4 separate regions of the Mus musculus genome follow, and all the other regions are linked to region 3. Evidence: chromatin contacts called from public HiCAR-type and promoter capture Hi-C data. All regions are on one chromosome and are shown on one strand. The core of a region is the stretch at or near the end of the contact, and the rest is flanking DNA. Distances in the headings are between cores, read along the strand shown. Region 1 holds the start of Rtp1 (receptor transporter protein 1). Region 2 holds the start of Rtp2 (receptor transporter protein 2). Region 3 holds the start of A230028O05Rik (RIKEN cDNA A230028O05 gene). Region 4 holds the start of Rfc4 (replication factor C (activator 1) 4).

The links. Promoter capture Hi-C pulls out the DNA fragments that hold promoters and counts their contacts. HiCAR-type assays count read pairs that join an accessible place to other places.
Region 1: a HiCAR-type map of astrocytes shows a contact between it and region 3, with 2.4 times the contacts expected there. The contact joins the promoter of Rtp1 here to the promoter of A230028O05Rik in region 3. A contact is called at or near these places in 3 of 39 promoter capture datasets (hippocampal neurons, liver and stem cell-derived epiblast-like cells), 2 of 115 datasets of contacts at active chromatin or transcription factors (astrocytes and embryonic stem cells) and 1 of 9 other capture datasets (liver).
Region 2: a promoter capture Hi-C map of embryonic stem cells shows a contact between it and region 3, with 5 times the contacts expected there. The contact joins the promoter of Rtp2 here to the promoter of A230028O05Rik in region 3. A contact is called at or near these places in 4 of 39 promoter capture datasets (the C10 cell line, embryonic stem cells, liver and 1 more), 1 of 115 datasets of contacts at active chromatin or transcription factors (embryonic stem cells) and 2 of 9 other capture datasets (adipose tissue and macrophages).
Region 4: a promoter capture Hi-C map of embryonic stem cells shows a contact between it and region 3, with 4 times the contacts expected there. The contact joins the promoter of Rfc4 here to the promoter of A230028O05Rik in region 3. A contact is called at or near these places in 7 of 39 promoter capture datasets (the HPC-7 cell line, embryonic stem cells, liver and 3 more), 2 of 115 datasets of contacts at active chromatin or transcription factors (astrocytes and pancreatic cancer cells) and 2 of 9 other capture datasets (adipose tissue and liver).

Annotation. Positions count from the first base shown.
Region 1 is chr16:23,427,824-23,431,843 of GRCm38.p6, forward strand. Rtp1 (receptor transporter protein 1) reads left to right here and starts at 1,310. Exons shown (of 2, transcript NM_001004151.2): 1 at 1,310-1,627; 2 at 3,336-4,020. The coding sequence starts at 1,356. The coding sequence ends at 3,855.
Region 2 is chr16:23,928,801-23,932,700 of GRCm38.p6, forward strand. It overlaps Rtp2 (receptor transporter protein 2), which reads right to left and starts at 1,994. Exons shown (of 2, transcript NM_001008230.3): 1 at 1,735-1,994. The coding sequence starts at 1,898.
Region 3 is chr16:25,057,829-25,061,849 of GRCm38.p6, forward strand. A230028O05Rik (RIKEN cDNA A230028O05 gene) reads left to right here and starts at 1,811. Exons shown (of 3, transcript NR_040374.1): 1 at 1,811-1,975.
Region 4 is chr16:23,125,024-23,129,007 of GRCm38.p6, forward strand. It overlaps Rfc4 (replication factor C (activator 1) 4), which reads right to left and starts at 2,707. Exons shown (of 11, transcript NM_145480.1): 1 at 2,662-2,707; 2 at 2,377-2,518. The coding sequence starts at 2,507.

The DNA.
Region 1 (4,020 bases), core at 60-2,559, 1.6 Mb before region 3:
GCAGAGCAATACATCATACTGCCAGCCTCAGGACACAGTGACACATGTAGCCTCAGCCAGGACAGGCCCTGAGCCCAGTTCCATCTGGTGACCTCCTTCCATGCAGGGTGGAGCCTGTCTCTACCTCCCAAGCCATCTGCACACTTAGCCTCTGTCCTGACTCTCCCTGTGCAAGGTCAGCCCCACAGGGCCATCTTTAACCCTTTCCCCAGAGCCTGATCCAGTCCTTGCTTATCCTAGTAGATAGACCTACCTTCTACCCCTACTCCCTGCACAATCACTTTTACCATTTCTCATGTCCCCTTCATAGCAAGTTCTCTGGGAACTTTTTATTCCTTGCCTCCCTTGAGCCAGCATCCCTTGTTTAAACTTCGCTCCTTTTTTGGCCCCATTTTGTAGTCTCCCTGATTGGTCTGAATGCCTTCCCAATTTGGTTAGCGAGTTTGCCTTCTTAGGCTCCTGCTCTGTTTTATTTATTGTCGAATATTTCCAATGCTCTGAATCAAAGTGAATAAGAAGAGTTATTTTATTGTTAAAGATGTAAACAGTCTACAGGTTCATATATGCAGGCAGTGTTGCCTCAGATGTTTTTCTGCTGCTCTTCTGTAACGGACTTGGAAGGAGTCCTGTCTCACTGCCTGGCTGATGCAACAGCTACTACCTTTGTGCACAGGTGGCTGCTCTTTTAAGTGGTTCTCACAATGTGGAACTCAATACGTTATTGTGACCTGATATACATCCAGTTACAAGCACTTTGTGTAGGGCTTGACACATCAATATCCTTGAAATAGAAGAAATGAATGGGTTAGAATGGCTCATCATCAACTCTGCTGTTTATAGGGTAAGGTAAGTCTGAGGTTCCATATTGGTAGGGTGAATATGATTTATGAGATCTCAGATGATGTGTATCAATTGGGGGGGGGGTTTCAGGTACAAGATAGGCAGACGGAGACTACATTATGGTTCTACCTACTAACAAGTGTACATCTTCCCATCCCTTATTTCTCCTTGGCTCCCTAAGGCATAGTGGTTACCATAGCAGCCAGGTGCTGATGATGCCTCCAGGGTACAGCAAGGTAAAATTGAGCCAGCTCTTAAGTCCTTACTTTGCCATGCTGTTGCAGGCCAAGGTGAAATGGTCTGAAGTCTAGCCTTTTGTCAGGCCCCCAAACTATCTTGGATCATTTAGCCTCCTAAACCTTGCTTCTGTAGACTGCAATCAGGGCTCTGGAATACCCTTCCAGAGACTCTCCTCCCCAGGTTGTGTCTCCTGGCACTCTGCCTGGTTGCCTTGGAGATAGGTTCCACTGCGGACAAAGGAGGGAGCTGGGTCCTGCTTCCTCCTGATCCTGCCGATGAGGATTTTTAGACCGTGGAGACTGCGCTGCCCTGCCTTACACTTACCCTCTTTCCCCACGTTCTCTATAAAGTGTAGTTTGCCTCCTCTTCCCACTGACGAAGACATGTGTAAGAGTGTGACCACAGGTGAGTGGAAGAAGGTCTTCTACGAGAAGATGGAGGAGGTGAAGCCAGCGGACAGCTGGGACTTCATCATAGACCCCAACCTCAAGCACAATGTGTTGGCCCCTGGCTGGAAGCAGTACCTGGAACTTCATGCCTCAGGCAGGTGAGTAGCCCAGCAATAAGGAGCCCGAAGGTAGCCTCTGGAACCTTACTTAGCCTGGGGCATCTTCTACGGAGAGAGGACAAACAGAACCCATGCTTGCTGGGTCTCACTGTTAGGCCAAGGTAAACTAGAAGACAGGTAGTCCCTCAAAGGAGGTGGGGACCCTCAGTGTGAGTCTAGGCTTTCTGCTGATTGCAGGAGAACTTCTCTTCTTGTGGCTTCTCCACTTGGCAAATAAAGAGGTGGATCATACTTATGAGTTTCTGACTCTTGACAGCTTACACATTTTTAGATTTCAATGATGTCTTTAAGAGTAGCTGTGAACTGAGAGAAGAGGGGCTTAGGTTCACCAGGGCTCAAGGGAATCTGTGCTCTTGTATTGGGGATGTTTACTGGTTAATTCTGGTTAATTCAGCCCCATTTGGTTTAAAACAGTGAACACACGAGTCATGTTAGAAACTAACTCTGCGGTGTCTCCATGACACTTGAGCAATCCACCCCCCTCTCTGGGTTATGCTTTCTCCACTTGCTGAATGAAGGGCTATCCTAGAGCTTCACCTTCTGCTCCAGGCATGAATGATGGTGACAATTATCTAGAATTTGTTATGGCTGCTGAGTATTGGACCCTTTCCAGATTCAGCTAAGTACCCAAATTTTAGAAGGCTCCCACGTGATTTGTAGGTACAAAGATACCCGAGAATAGCTACATTCTAGTCCGTGGGTCCGGTCGATGGGTTTATTTTAAGTCTTTACTTTGGGGGCCTGAGTGAGGGCAGAAAGGTAGTACAGGTGTCTGGGTTAAAAGCGAAGGCCTCCCTGCTTAGCTTGGCTCATTCTCAAGTCGTCTCCTGCCAGCATTGCTGGACGCTGATTCTGACTCTCAGTAAATAAATGTGTGTACACCAAGGGCTCTTATGCTGTGTCTTGAACCAAAATGAACGATAGGTGATTTCTGTGGCCCCTACAGTTCTGACATGGCCTGAGTGAGGGAAATAGCTGCTAAATATGTGAATAAACCCAATGGCTAAAATGAAAACATGGGGCGCCTGGATCAGATGGTAGGAGGGTGCTGCTTCCCAGAGGTTCTTGTAGGGTAGGGTGGGAAGGATTTGTGGCTAACTTGGACTTGGTCACTGACTTGTGAATCCCTGCTGGCCTTAGTCAGTGGGAGATTCTGGCCCCTGGGGGAAGGTGGGTCATGTTGTTCTCACAGTGCCTCCACTTCCAGGACGTGGGAATGCATTAGCTCTGGGCCAGTGCTAGCCTGTTCAGTGTTGACAGGCTTCTGTATCTATTAGCCTGCAAAATTCAGATTTGCTATTGGACTTCCACACAGTATAGGCAGAGAGGGCTCACTTAATGTACCCAGAGCATTTTATAGATGAAGAATGAATTCATCAGAATTGGGATGAGGGACAAGGCCTGAAGGAACCAGGCTGAAGGGAGACTCGGACTCTGGAAAGCAACTAGGGAGCAAACCATTACTAGATGCCCGATGGCAAGTCTGGGAGACTGCTCTTGTCCCTTGGGCACTCACATAGAGCAAGGAGGATGGCGTCCTGGGGAAACTAATGGACCCTGGGGACTGTCAACACACCGCCCTACCTCCGGGCTCTGTTTTTGTCAGCATCCACATCTCCTCACCCTTTCCTGGCCTGTTTCCTCCCTCCACATGACCCTCTCTTCTTTTTCTTTCCACCGCTGGCAGGTTCCACTGTTCCTGGTGCTGGCACACCTGGCAGTCACCCCATGTAGTCATCCTCTTCCACATGTACCTGGACAAGGCTCAGCGCGCTGGTTCGGTGCGCATGCGTGTGTTCAAGCAGCTCTGCTACGAGTGCGGTACAGCACGGCTGGATGAGTCCAGCATGCTGGAGGAGAACATCGAAAGCCTGGTGGACAACCTCATCACCAGTTTGCGAGAGCAGTGCTACGGGGAGCGTGGTGGCCACTACCGCATCCATGTGGCCAGCCGGCAGGACAACCGGCGACACCGCGGAGAGTTCTGCGAGGCCTGCCAGGAAGGCATCGTGCACTGGAAGCCCAGTGAGAAGCTGCTGGAGGAGGAGGCGACCACCTACACCTTCTCCCGTGCTCCCAGCCCCACCAAACCGCAGGCTGAAACAGGCTCAGGCTGCAACTTCTGCTCCATTCCCTGGTGCTTATTTTGGGCCACGGTTTTGATGCTCATCATCTACCTGCAATTCTCCTTCCGTACTTCTGTCTAAGCTTGGGGTGGGGAGTCAGTTGGTGGGAAGGGGTGAGGTGAGACCTGGCTTGGGAATGGGTCACATTTTAATGTGATGCAGTTATTGATTTGGTGGGAACTCTGAATATTTATCCATTTTTCCCCCTATCTGTAGAATTAAGTGTCTGGGCTGGATGGTTGATTT
Region 2 (3,900 bases), core at 744-3,243, 1.1 Mb before region 3:
GTTCACATGTCCACTGGGCTGAGTCTGCCCTTATTCCTGCCTCTGCCTGAGTCCATTGCACCAATGGCCGTGAACGACCTCTGATGAAGAACTCAATTCAACACAAGAAGCACCAACTGTATTTTAAACACTATTCAGCCACTGTGAAGGGGCAGTAGAACCAAGCCAGCTTCTGGACCTCTGAAAGTCACTGACAATGTGGGCAGAGAACAAAACCCGCAGCACCTAACACATGGTCAAAAGGGCAGAGGTGTCTGATAGGTCCTGGATGGGGAAGATTCCACTCATTTTCCCTATACTGAGCGAGTACTCAGGCCCAATACTTAGTACATCTGAAAGATCAATATCAAATAAGCATGTACACAGAATGACTGGGGCAGCTATGACCCAGCCCTTTCTGTGGCCGGCTGGGACCAAGCCCAAGGTGAGAAGACCTATGAGTCTTTGGAGATGTCCCTAAACTCCCCAAACCCCACACACCAGCCAGTTCCCAACTTTCTGCACTTTATCCCCCAGGAGGCTCAAATGCTTCATGCGTGCAGTCTCCCAAGTCTTTAAAATAAGCCAGTCTAGAACAACTTCCCTCCCTCAAGACAGACCCCATATCTCCAAAAGTATCAAACATTGGTGAGCATTTGGGACGTAGGGGAGGGGGGCTTGGGGGGGGGGAGGTGAGACTGAAGCATAGAAAATAGAGATCATGCAGCTACTTAGAGAGATTTCCACTGCCCAGCATTGATAACAGGAGACAACACAAACCAACCAACTATGCCCTGTCCTATGCTAACACATGCTCTATTTATTTGTTGGCAAGGCCTATGGTCAGCCTGCCTTTTTCTGCTCCCACCCACATGCTGTTGTCTACTCAAGAGGCTTCACATTCTTACAATATGGACAACCCAGCCATAATTTTTTCACACCTCCACAACACAGCCACCAGCTCGCCTGGGGGGGGGGGGGGCGCTGCACCACTGCAGGTGAGCTGGAGGCTGTCTGACCAAGAAACTGTGGCTCCCATCCCCCACCCCCATCATCTGTTTGTAAAAGGGAAACGATTTTAGAAGAGCCCCCAGGACACTCTGCATGGCAGAAGAGTGAGGAGCACTTAGGAGGATCTAGGGCAAGTGCTGCCTGAGGTCAGCAACTTGTCATCCACTGACAGTAGTGTTGGACGGGATTGGAGTAGTGTTTTAAGATGAGCTAAGATGAGCTCCCTTGCCTTGTAAATATGAAAACTGGGAACCAGAGAAAGAAGGGGACAAGGCCAAGTTCACAGAGCTATGGAACCAGGCTCTCAAATATACTATGTGATCAGTAACTTGTTCTGTCTTCATGTCTAGTTGCATTTGATTGAGCAGATGGACACCACAGCCGCCAAACACATATACCCCAACTTCTAGGTTGAGAATTCTGGAGATCCCCATTGTACCTCCTCTCCATTCTATCTATACTAGGCATCTGAATTTGCAGGGCTTTGAAGCCTTGCCAGTCTTGATTTTCTATGGAAAACTGAGACTCAAATGCAGGGCACAATTTGTTCCAAGGAACCAAGGAACCTGAACAACTGTGGTTAGAAACATAGCCTAGATGGTCCTTCTGGTGGTTCATTGCCTGCTTGTCACCTGAGCTGACCTGGTGAGACCTACCAGAGGCCCAGACTTGCAAAGTCTGTGACAGCCCCCATCCTTCTGGGGGAGGGAGGGCTTCCTGCACCTCCTCCCACCAGCCTCTCACCTGCCTGAGGCATGTTGCTCCAGGTACTGCTTCCAGCCAGGGCCCAGCTCATTGGGCTTGAGGGTGGGGTCTATGATGAGCTCCCAGCTGTCCGCTGGCTTGGCCACCTCCATCTTCTCGTAGAAGACCTTCTTCCACTCACAAGTGGTCAGGCTGGTGGACATGGTCCTGTTGGCTGGGATAGAAGGGTGAACTCAGCCCAAGGAAGAACAGAAAGCTTAGATAGATGCAGCCCAGGCAGTCTCTGTGGTCCAAAAAGCCTTACCCACAAGAGCCAGCTTCCTCTTTTGTCACCCTGGAACCTGTTACTATGACAGCCAGGCAGGTACCAGGAGCCAGGGATAGGGAGGAGGCAAGCCTCCAGGGAGAGTTCCAGGGTCCTGAGCCAGATTGCAGAGGCAAACTGAATTGTAATGCTGACTAGGTTGAGAAAGCAGAGAGAGGTGAGATCCAACCCATGGGCTGACGGAGGTTCCCCAGAGGACAAGGGCTATGTGGTGGCCCTTTTTCACCCCACTGCTCTTCCCTGCTTTCTCCAGCCATGTGCCATGGCAACCATAATACCCTAGGGACGTCAGCAGAAGCAGAATGGAGATATGGGACCTGATGCTCCCACACTCCTGATGCATTGTGGCCATTGTTTGCCATGTGCTAGCCACAAGCTACTTGATCTGTGTACTAGCCAAGACAGACCAGAAAGCAGGCTTCTGTAACCCCCAAGTGATCATCCACAATTCAGATCCAGGCCTTCCTAAATGATGTCTACCCCTTTAATTATCTCGAGCGTATTATGCTCCTAACATCGTGATGAAGGGAGACGCGACAAGTGACACGTCGCTCTCCCTTCGCTGGAGAATTCTCAATCCGGTTGGTGAGACAGAAGTAATTTAATACACTGTGAAAAGCTCAGTGATAACAGTTCACACTCCAGGGTTGCCACAGTCACTCCCTGCTCCCAGGGCTCGCGGAGGCTGCTGCTACGGGATCTAGTATCTTCCGAGCTGCAGGCTGAGCTACCTCAGCTGATGCAGAGCAGACAACAGAGAGCCGAGGCTTCCTGACGCCCAAGTTCTATTTTTTTACAGACCAGAGGCTGTGGATACCTGGTTCTGCCCCGGATATTGCGAGGTTTCTGCGATGTCTGTAGTCCATCACCTGTCACTTCTTTAACCTGAAGCTCTGGCTTCTAGGGCTGTGGAGACAGCGAAAGTAGGCAGAACTAAAAAGGGTAGCTAGGTGCCGGAAGTTATCAGTGCTGGGTTCCAGATTTGTCATGCGCCTCCATATGGTCTCTGTGTGGGATAGGGTTAGGAGGATGGCCACTGAACATCCTTCAACTCAGAGAAGTGCTCTTCCACTAGCTTTGTGTTAACCTATAGAAGTACAAGTCTGTGCTGTAAGGCCATCAAGAACTACTGATTTCCGGTTTCCTTATTGGCCTCGATTTAAATTCCCAAACCCCAGCCCTCCTTCCCTTTTTCTTTTTCTTATTTTTTATTTATTTACTTTTTTGGAAGGGTTTCACTATGTAGCCTTGGCTGGCATGGAAATCACAGAGATCAGCCTGCCTTTGCCTCCTGAGCGCTGAGATTAAAGGCTTGGAGCACCACAGCCAATTCAAATCTTTTCATAGTGAATCAGGACAACTCAGGCCTAGAAATGGAAAACTGCTCTCAAAAGAAACCCTGGACTGGGTGACTCACTGGGGACTCTCCTATCATCAGCTACAAAACAGGTGACATCCAGGGTCCATGAGTTCCCGGGAACTGAAGGAAGCCACGAGATTTTGGCCCGACCTAGAGCGAAGTGCCGTGGTCCAGCTCTGAGATGTACTATACCATTGTTCCCAGATCAAAGGCAGTGTCGGAAAGCTTAAAGGACAGTGGGAATTGCTAGGGTTCGTCTGTTTGGCTTTGTTTTGTTCTCTCTCAGATGATGCAATCCCCTTAGGCATCGGATCATACTTAAGTTAGAATGGAATCCTCTAAGCAGAAACCAGGGCGATTCATCTTTCTGTTCAACAACGCTGTTGGCACTGGAAACTCTTTCTGGGATATCACCAATGAGTGTAGCAATTACTATACGATGATGTGACAATTACTAGCTCAGTCTTTCTCAGGTTGGCACTGGGCTGCACCATTAAGACACTCTCCATGTGGGCACATT
Region 3 (4,021 bases), core at 561-3,060:
ATTTAAGGCCAGATGCACTGGCTGGGTTTAGAGATGTTTAGAGAAAAATAACAGTTCTCTACACCCAGATTCATAAGTGTGGACAAAACTGGTATGGTGATGTGGGGACCAGAGAGCAAATAATCAGATTGCTCACAGCAATATTTCTCTGTGACTGAGTGGGCTTGTGGTCGGATCTAAGAAAGAAGTAAGTGTGTTGACCTCAACTCAGGATGCAGACAGGCCCACTTTGGGCTCTCTCCATACAGACTCACCATCAGATGACCATGAGCCAGTCATTTCCTCCCTCCAAGACTCTTCAAGGACTCCATCAAATGGGCATGAGGCTCCATTGTGCTTATGCAGACTGCAGTTGGTCATCAAGGTCATGGAAAGTCTTGGCTAGCTGTGAGTGTGAACCCGAGGTGGGTGTAAGACGCTGACAGGGAAGGAAGTTTTGCCCCCTCTGTAGTTCCTCACAGGGCATTGTGCTGACAGAGCCGTAACAGATTGACTCATACAGAACACTAGGGAAAATGGGCATGATTGCCAGTTCCTAGGCCTGGAACTGGCTTCAGCTGGTTTACTGGTGGGATTCAGGGATGGGAGGTGCAACGGGTAGGTGCCACACTCAGGAAAGAGGGGTATTCTAGAAGGAGGGGTGTTCTTCCGTGCCAGAGGTTCAGGATGGGAGACGTTAAGCTCCAGTCTGGGCAGGCAGAGGAAGGGGCTGGCAGGACCCCATGCTTCTCTTTAGCTTCACACTGACTTCCCGCTCTCACAGACACGTCTCAAAACTCTGTCTCAGCCTCCGTTTCTCCAGCTGTAAATTGCAAAGACCCTACTTTTCAACATTTTGAGAAAGGCCTAGTACCCTCTCTCATCTACTCTGCGAGACTACTAAGGAGTGGTGAAGTTGTTCCAATAGTCGCTTGGTTTCTGCCCTGAGCTCAAGTTCTTTTAAGCCAGTTCTGGAATCCTTTGGGTGGTGGAGCGCACAAGGATTCCTGTGTGTCAGTAAGTGAGCGTACGTGACAGAGGGCTTTTAAATGAATCACTTTGTATATAGCAGGGCCGCACCTGCTCCTCAGACTCTGAAGGCAGTGCGAGCAACAAGATCATTCAAAAGCGCCGCTTTCCATTCAGGTCTATAATTAGCCAGCAGGCTGTTCACCCCTGGAGCTGCTGGGACGGGCCTGGGGCAGCCTGGAGGGGCGGAGCCGAGCCCCTAGGCCCGCCCCTTGGATTCCTCCTCCCGCTGTCCTGTCGGGTCTCCGGTTGTTCTCCCCACCCCCATCTGCGTTCTGGACCGTGCCGGGCTCTACGGGGCAGGATTCCTGGAGGACAGGGCCTGTCCACCCTCCTTTCGGGCTCCCTCTCCAGCTAAGAAGCCCCTCGAGGGATGCGACTCCCCTGGAGCAGCTGTATTTAGAGTGGCATCCTCTTCCCCGCCAGCCGGCTTCTGCGTCCCGCTCTCGGGGCTACCGCCCGCTCACCCCGCCCAGCTCTCCGGGCCCCTCCCAGCCGCCTCTCCCTCTTTGTCGCATTACATAGTAATCTGAGATGCATTGGATGGGCTCCAGGGAACAGAATGTACTTGGCAGAGGCGCGGGGCTTGATGTCTGCAAAATGTCGGAAACTCAGCCAAGAGCTGCTAACTGGGTCATTAACCTCCAAAAGCGAAGCGAGGGCTGTAGGCCCTCTCTGCCTCCCTTCATCTCGCCAATAAAAGTGCCTCAGTGTGAAGGAAAGAAAAAGCCCAAGGTTGGCTGCTTTGATTTCTAGGCACTGAAGGCAGACCGGTCTCCTCCCCCTGCCCGCGCCCCAGCTCCTCCCGGCTGCCTTTCTGTTCGGAACCAAGAGTTTACAAGTGGCCTTTCAAAGGCCCAGCAGCCCTGCAGGGCCAAGCTGCAGCATCTGTGAAGATGTTACCCTCCGCCCTTCCCAACCGCACAGCCTCAGACCCATTTTCTCCCCCCTGGGTTGCGAGGGAGGGGTAAGTTTGGAGGTGGGGCGAAGAAGAAAGTTCTAGTTTAGTCCTTCGGCACTATTCTGCTCCTCCCCCTTTCTGCTTGCTACTCCTCTTCCTTCTACCCTTCCCCTCCTTCCTGCTGGAAAGCTTACGGTGCTCCATATACAAAGCCTGGCTGATGAGCTCCTGGCAGCAGCTGTCAATCCTTTCTCTGCCTGTTAACTGTTACCTGTTCTCAACCTACCTCACCAGTTGGTCTTAAGGACCAAAGGAGAAAGTCCCTCTTTGATCCTGTGACCTTCAGGTCTCTAAAAGCCTAAGGTCTCTAAAGTCCAAAGGAACTCCGGACTTGTAAGTCCTGGAAAGTAAGCAGAGAAAGAGTCTCCCAAAGGCGAAATATCAAAAAGGGAGAGCCACTAAAATCCACCCCCTTCAGATTTCTGGCCATGTTGGACTGCCAAAAAGGTACTTCCTGTGATCATCCAAACCCATTTCTCCGTGGCTAGAGACTCAGGGAGAATTTGGTAGTGAAACCCGGAAGTGGTGTCTTCCTCAGATGAGAGTCCTTGATGGAGAGAGAAGACCACTTGCCCAGCAGAGACAAAGCAAACCCGGGGAGGGGAGAATTGACTTGGCGAATCATACTTAGAAACAGATGTCAGCTTGTCTACACAGTAGGCCAAACCCAGCCCGGGGTGCCCATGTCATTCTTGCCGCGGTCTATGGCAGGCATATCCGATTGACCCTGCCTTTCCCTGAGCATCCCACAGAGGCTAGTTTCTGGGCTTGATGACCTCTGCCTGACTTCCTACTGCCATGCCTCAGTTCCTCTGTAGCCATCAAATCTCAACTTGGGTGCCCCCACCTCTCTTGCTGCCTTCTTTCAGTTTTTCTGAGAGATTTACTAATGTCCTCCAGATAACCAGTCCCTTTGTGCCTGTGTTAAGTCTCTTGTATGGGATATAAGTTATTATATAGTTATTGCTCCATGGGTAGAACTCATTCCTTGTCAATATCAACACCGATGGCAAAGGCCACCCAGCACCCACCCTTCTTGATTTGCCTTCTCTTTGTTTAGGTAGGCCTTCTATCTATCTATCTATCTATCTATCTATCTATCTATCTATCTATCTATCTATCTATCTAATATTACATATATTTTATAATAATTACATATAATTTATAGACAGGGATTATCTGTGTAGCCCTGGCTGTCCTGGAACTCGCTCTGTAGACCAGGCTGGCTTTTGACTCAGGGATCTGCCTGCCTCTGCCATCTTAGTGACGGGATTAAAGGTGTGTGCCACCACAGCCTGGAGTCCTGAATAGCTTCCTTCATCACGCTAAAATGTCTGGCTTGGGTTGCATTTTATGTAGTCACCTTACTGAGGGCCTTTATGTGAGTGTCTGGCTTGGTAAAAGTCATAGCTTGCCTTGAGGGCTGTCCTGGGGCTGGCCAACCCTTCTGTTCTCACCAGTCTTCTGGAGGCAGGCTTCCATATACTCTCTTCTTCCTCCCTTGAGATAGCCTCAGGGCAGGAAAAGCCGCATTTTCTTTTTGACAAGTTTTCCCGGGATTTCTTAATACTCTGATTCCACAAGAAGTAGCTCACCACAGCTCTTCTTATGCTTCTCAGCACCTACACAGAAAAACTGTCACTAGGTGTTATAAAAGAGGCCTTAGACTCCAGAGAAGCGCACCGCCTGTTTGGGGACGAGTCCCCACTTCCCACCTTAACTGGATGTTTGGCCTTGCCCGATATTTTTCACTGTGCACATCTTCAGAATTCTCACTACAAGTTTCCCAAGAAGCCCACATTTTGGGAAGCTCAGAGCTCCTAGGAAAATATAAAAACATTTCAAGTTCCTTTCAGAACGTAGAAAAGACCAAGTCCCTTACTGTTCGCATCACAATAAAGAACTTAATCAAAAGTGAGCCAGTGCAAGAAGCATGAAGCTGCAGAAGATATTAAAGGTTTGGAAATAACAGCAAGCAGGACGGCTGGCCTTGTGAATGCTCCCCCCTCCCCCCCAGTGTCAGGGTGCCTGGGCTGTCTCAGCTGACTCACC
Region 4 (3,984 bases), core at 1,457-3,956, 1.9 Mb before region 3:
ACAAAAAAGGGGGAACACTGCCTATAAAATCTCATAAAATCACCCCCCCCCCCCCCCAGTCAGGGTTTCTCTGTATAGCCCTGGCTGTCCTGGAACTCACTTTGTAGACCAGGCTGGCCTCGAACTCAGAAATCCACCTGCCTCTGCCTCCCGAGTGCTAGGATTAAAGGTGTGCACCACCACTGCCCGGCTAAAATCTCTTGAAAAGCTCATGAAGTGGAGTTAAAAATGACTATTTAATAACCTAACAAATGGCAACTACTTTGGTTTAAAATAAATAAATAAATAAATAAATAGCACACTTTCTCAGTTAATACATTAAATGGTCAGTACCATTTCCCCCCTCTTCAAGACAGAATTTCTGTGTAGCCCTTGTGGTTCTGGAACTTGCTCTGTAGACGAGGCTGGCCTTAAATTCAGAAATTTGCTGAGAGCTGGGATTAAAGATATGCGCCACCAGGACCAGCTAATAATTTTGATTTTAAGTCACTTATTAATTTTTATTTTTTGAGACAAATATCTGTGTACCCCTGGCTAGCTTGGAACCCCCTATCTGGACCACACATATCTGCTTGCCTCTCCCTCTCTAGTGCTGTGACTAAAGCTGTGAGCCACCTGCCATTATTTAGTAATTTTAAGAGAAACTATGACAAAGTTGTCTTTCCAAACTTTATGACTGAGATTTCTACCTAGTAAATTAACAAAACATCCTTTTATTTTGAGGCTACAGACATGGCTTAGTGGATAAGAGCACCCGCTGCTCTTCTAGAGGACCTGGGCTCAATTCCCAGAGCCCACATGGTAGCTCACAACTATTTATAACTCTAGTTCTATGGTATTTGGCGCCTTTTTCTAGCCTCTATGGGCATTCGGTACACACATGGAACACAGGCAATATATGTGTAGGCCAAACACTCAAACACATTAACTAGAAACAATTTAAAATTTTTTATTTGTTTTGTGTGTGTGTGTGTGTGCCTGTGGGCAACACATACAGATGATGTAAAGGGAACAAATATCAGAGGTCACGTCTCTCCTTCTACTACCGTGTTCGGGGACCAAACTCATGTTGTCAGGTTTCTACATCAAGTGTTTTTACCCACTGAGCCCTTTTATTGGCCCCAAATTCTCTGATCCACACCAGCGTAATTAATCAGGTTGGTACTGGGCAAGAATCATTGCGTGTGCTATAAAGGTCTGCCAGGATGAGGCAGGTAACAGTGAAACCGTCCAAGGATGTATGACAGGCACGTGGTGATGAAGGCTTCTCCAAAGGAGAGGCAGCATAAAAGTGAGCAAATGTGAGAGCTTGGAGCCAGAGCCGTCTGACTGGAGAAGCTGAACCCTAGGTCCTCCCTTCCCCACCTCCTTGTTAAAAAAAAAATTATATATATATATATATATATATATATATATATACATATACATATATATATATACACACACATACATACACACACATGCATACATATACACACATAGATAGATAGATAGGTAGGTAGGTAGGTAGTTTTGGAGTGGTAAGATGGCTCAGCAGGCAAAGGCACTTACTGCCAAGTCTGATGATCCAAGTTTGACACACGGAATACACAGGGCAGCTAAGAACTTACTCCACCTGGGAGTCGAAGCATGCTTGTGATGGCATGCATCCTCCTTCCTCAACGATAAATTTTAAACATGTGAAAACTATAGATCTATGGGCCGGAGTATAGAACAGTGGTAGAGTGCTTGCCTAGATTAAGGTTAGCGAGATTCCCAACAGGTAAGTGCGAGCTTTCAAAGCCCGATGATCTGAATGGGACCACCACTTGCTTTGCTGCGGGGACGGCTATGGGATGAGTTGGGGGCAGGAAGAGGGGTGATATAGATGAAGTACTCATATTTGAACTTCTCAATAATATTGAAACAGCAAAATAACACACACGAGGACCTTGTTTGACTTGTAAATAACCTGAAGATCCTTAGTGATCAAAGAGGTTCCACGTAGCTGACGGTTCTAGTATCATCTAGCAAATGACAATGTAGTGGTACTTAACATCAACAACAAGATCCCAACAAATTTCACCATATACATACAAGGATAAAAGTCAGATTTCAGTGGAAGTGTTTATAGCCAGCTCACAGAAACATTGCTTTCTTCGTTTCTGTAGGGCTCTAAAACTGTACACTTTATAAACATCTTAGGTCATCTATATAACTAAAGAATTAAATTCAACTACTGTATCACTCCAAGGACTAAGACTTATTATTGGGTGATACCGCGTCCCCCTACCCCTCAAAGGTGTGATCTAAATATAGCAAAGTCCCCCTTACATTAAAAAAAAAACCCCACTAGCACTTATTAGTTATTTCAACAAAAGTACAAGCAGTTCTTACTATTTTTCCACCCAAGGAACTGGTTTGACTTTCTTGGTTTCTCCACTGCTTCCTGCAGTGGCAGGTGTCCCCCGGTCCTTGGTCAGTTGTGCTTTGGCACTGACAGATGTGCCTTTCAGAAATGCCTGCATGGCTTCTTCTCCTGGGTATAAGACAAAAAGAAACCATTATGGGGCAGCTCCCCTTGAAAGGACCCCTAACTTTGTGCCTAGAGGGAAGGCGGAGGTCACATCCCGGTCCCCGCCAGCCTGTAAAAGGCTGAGAACACTCAGACCCATCACTTACAGTCGTCACCGTCCCCCTGGCACCGCGGTTCCCGCCACAGAACGGCGGCGAAAGGCATGGCGGGAGCGCGCCACGCAATAACGTCACTTCCGGCGCGCGGGTGCCAGTGACGCGCTCCCTTTTTGGCTAGCGGTGGCTAAGCTCGGCTTCTGGGTGCATCTGGGGCGTTCCGCGGAGGTGATCCTGTGTAGACTCCGCGGCCAGACCTCGGCCCAGCAGACACTGCAGAGCGCGGTCGGGGAGGAGCCGACCTAAGGAGAAAGCTTTGCTCGAAGGACCGGGCCTAGGGCGGGCCCACGCTGGGAGAGGCTTTCATTAAGCCAGTGGCTTCTTGGGTTTGCTGCCATCGTCCGTCAGCCCGGAGGTCAGGGCCAAGACGTGCTCACTTGACCCTTCGCCGGAAGGGGACACTGTGCGAACTACTGCCCTGCCCCCGATATTCAAGGACACAGAGCAAACTGCTTTTTAGAAGTGAAGCTAGAGAGAAGGCTCAGCGGTTTAAGAGCATTCACTGCTTTTGTGGAGGACTTCGGTTTGATACTTGGGGTTTTGATAGCCATCTGGTGGCTCACAACTGGAACTCCAGTTCAGGGGTCCAACGTTCCCTTCAGGGCTGCAGACCCTGAATACGTGTGCTGCACGTACTTGCACGCAAGCGGAATACTTAAACACACACAGCCCGGGACAGATGTCTTACAGTCAGTAAAATCAGCTTATTGTAGGGAGGGAGGACCATCTTCTATGGGCATTTTGTAATTCCCGAGACCCACTCAAAAACCTCGTGATCGGGCAGGAGATAAACTCATCAGTTAAAAGGACTTGCTGCTTTCCCAGAGGACTGGAGTTTGCGTTCCAGCATCTTGGGGGGGGGGGGGGGTGGACCAAGCGAAAAAGAAAGAATTTGAAAGCTTTGTAGTATATACCAACTGTCAGCAGACAGCTTGTCCTGTGAAGGATTTACTAGTCCAAATGAATCTTTCAGTTCTTAGCCAGCCTCTGCCCTTAGATGTCCTCATGTTAGCATAATAAGTTCCTAGTGTAGCTTTGGTAGCAGAGGTGGTTGTCACACGAGTCCAACAGCGACGACTGCTCCAGTAACTGCATTGCTGGGAGCTGAACTTGCCAGCCACAGGAGTGAAAGATAGTCACCCTTCCTGGATAGAACCCCTGAGCCCTCAGGGGGTTCAACTAACCTTTGCCCTACAGTGGATGAAATGTCATTGTTTCCACCAGAAGTAGAATTTGTCTAATTGTGCTCATTTTCTAGAACCAAAATTCTAAAAGGCTGCATTTCATCAGAAGCCTGTGCAGGGTTTGGCAGAA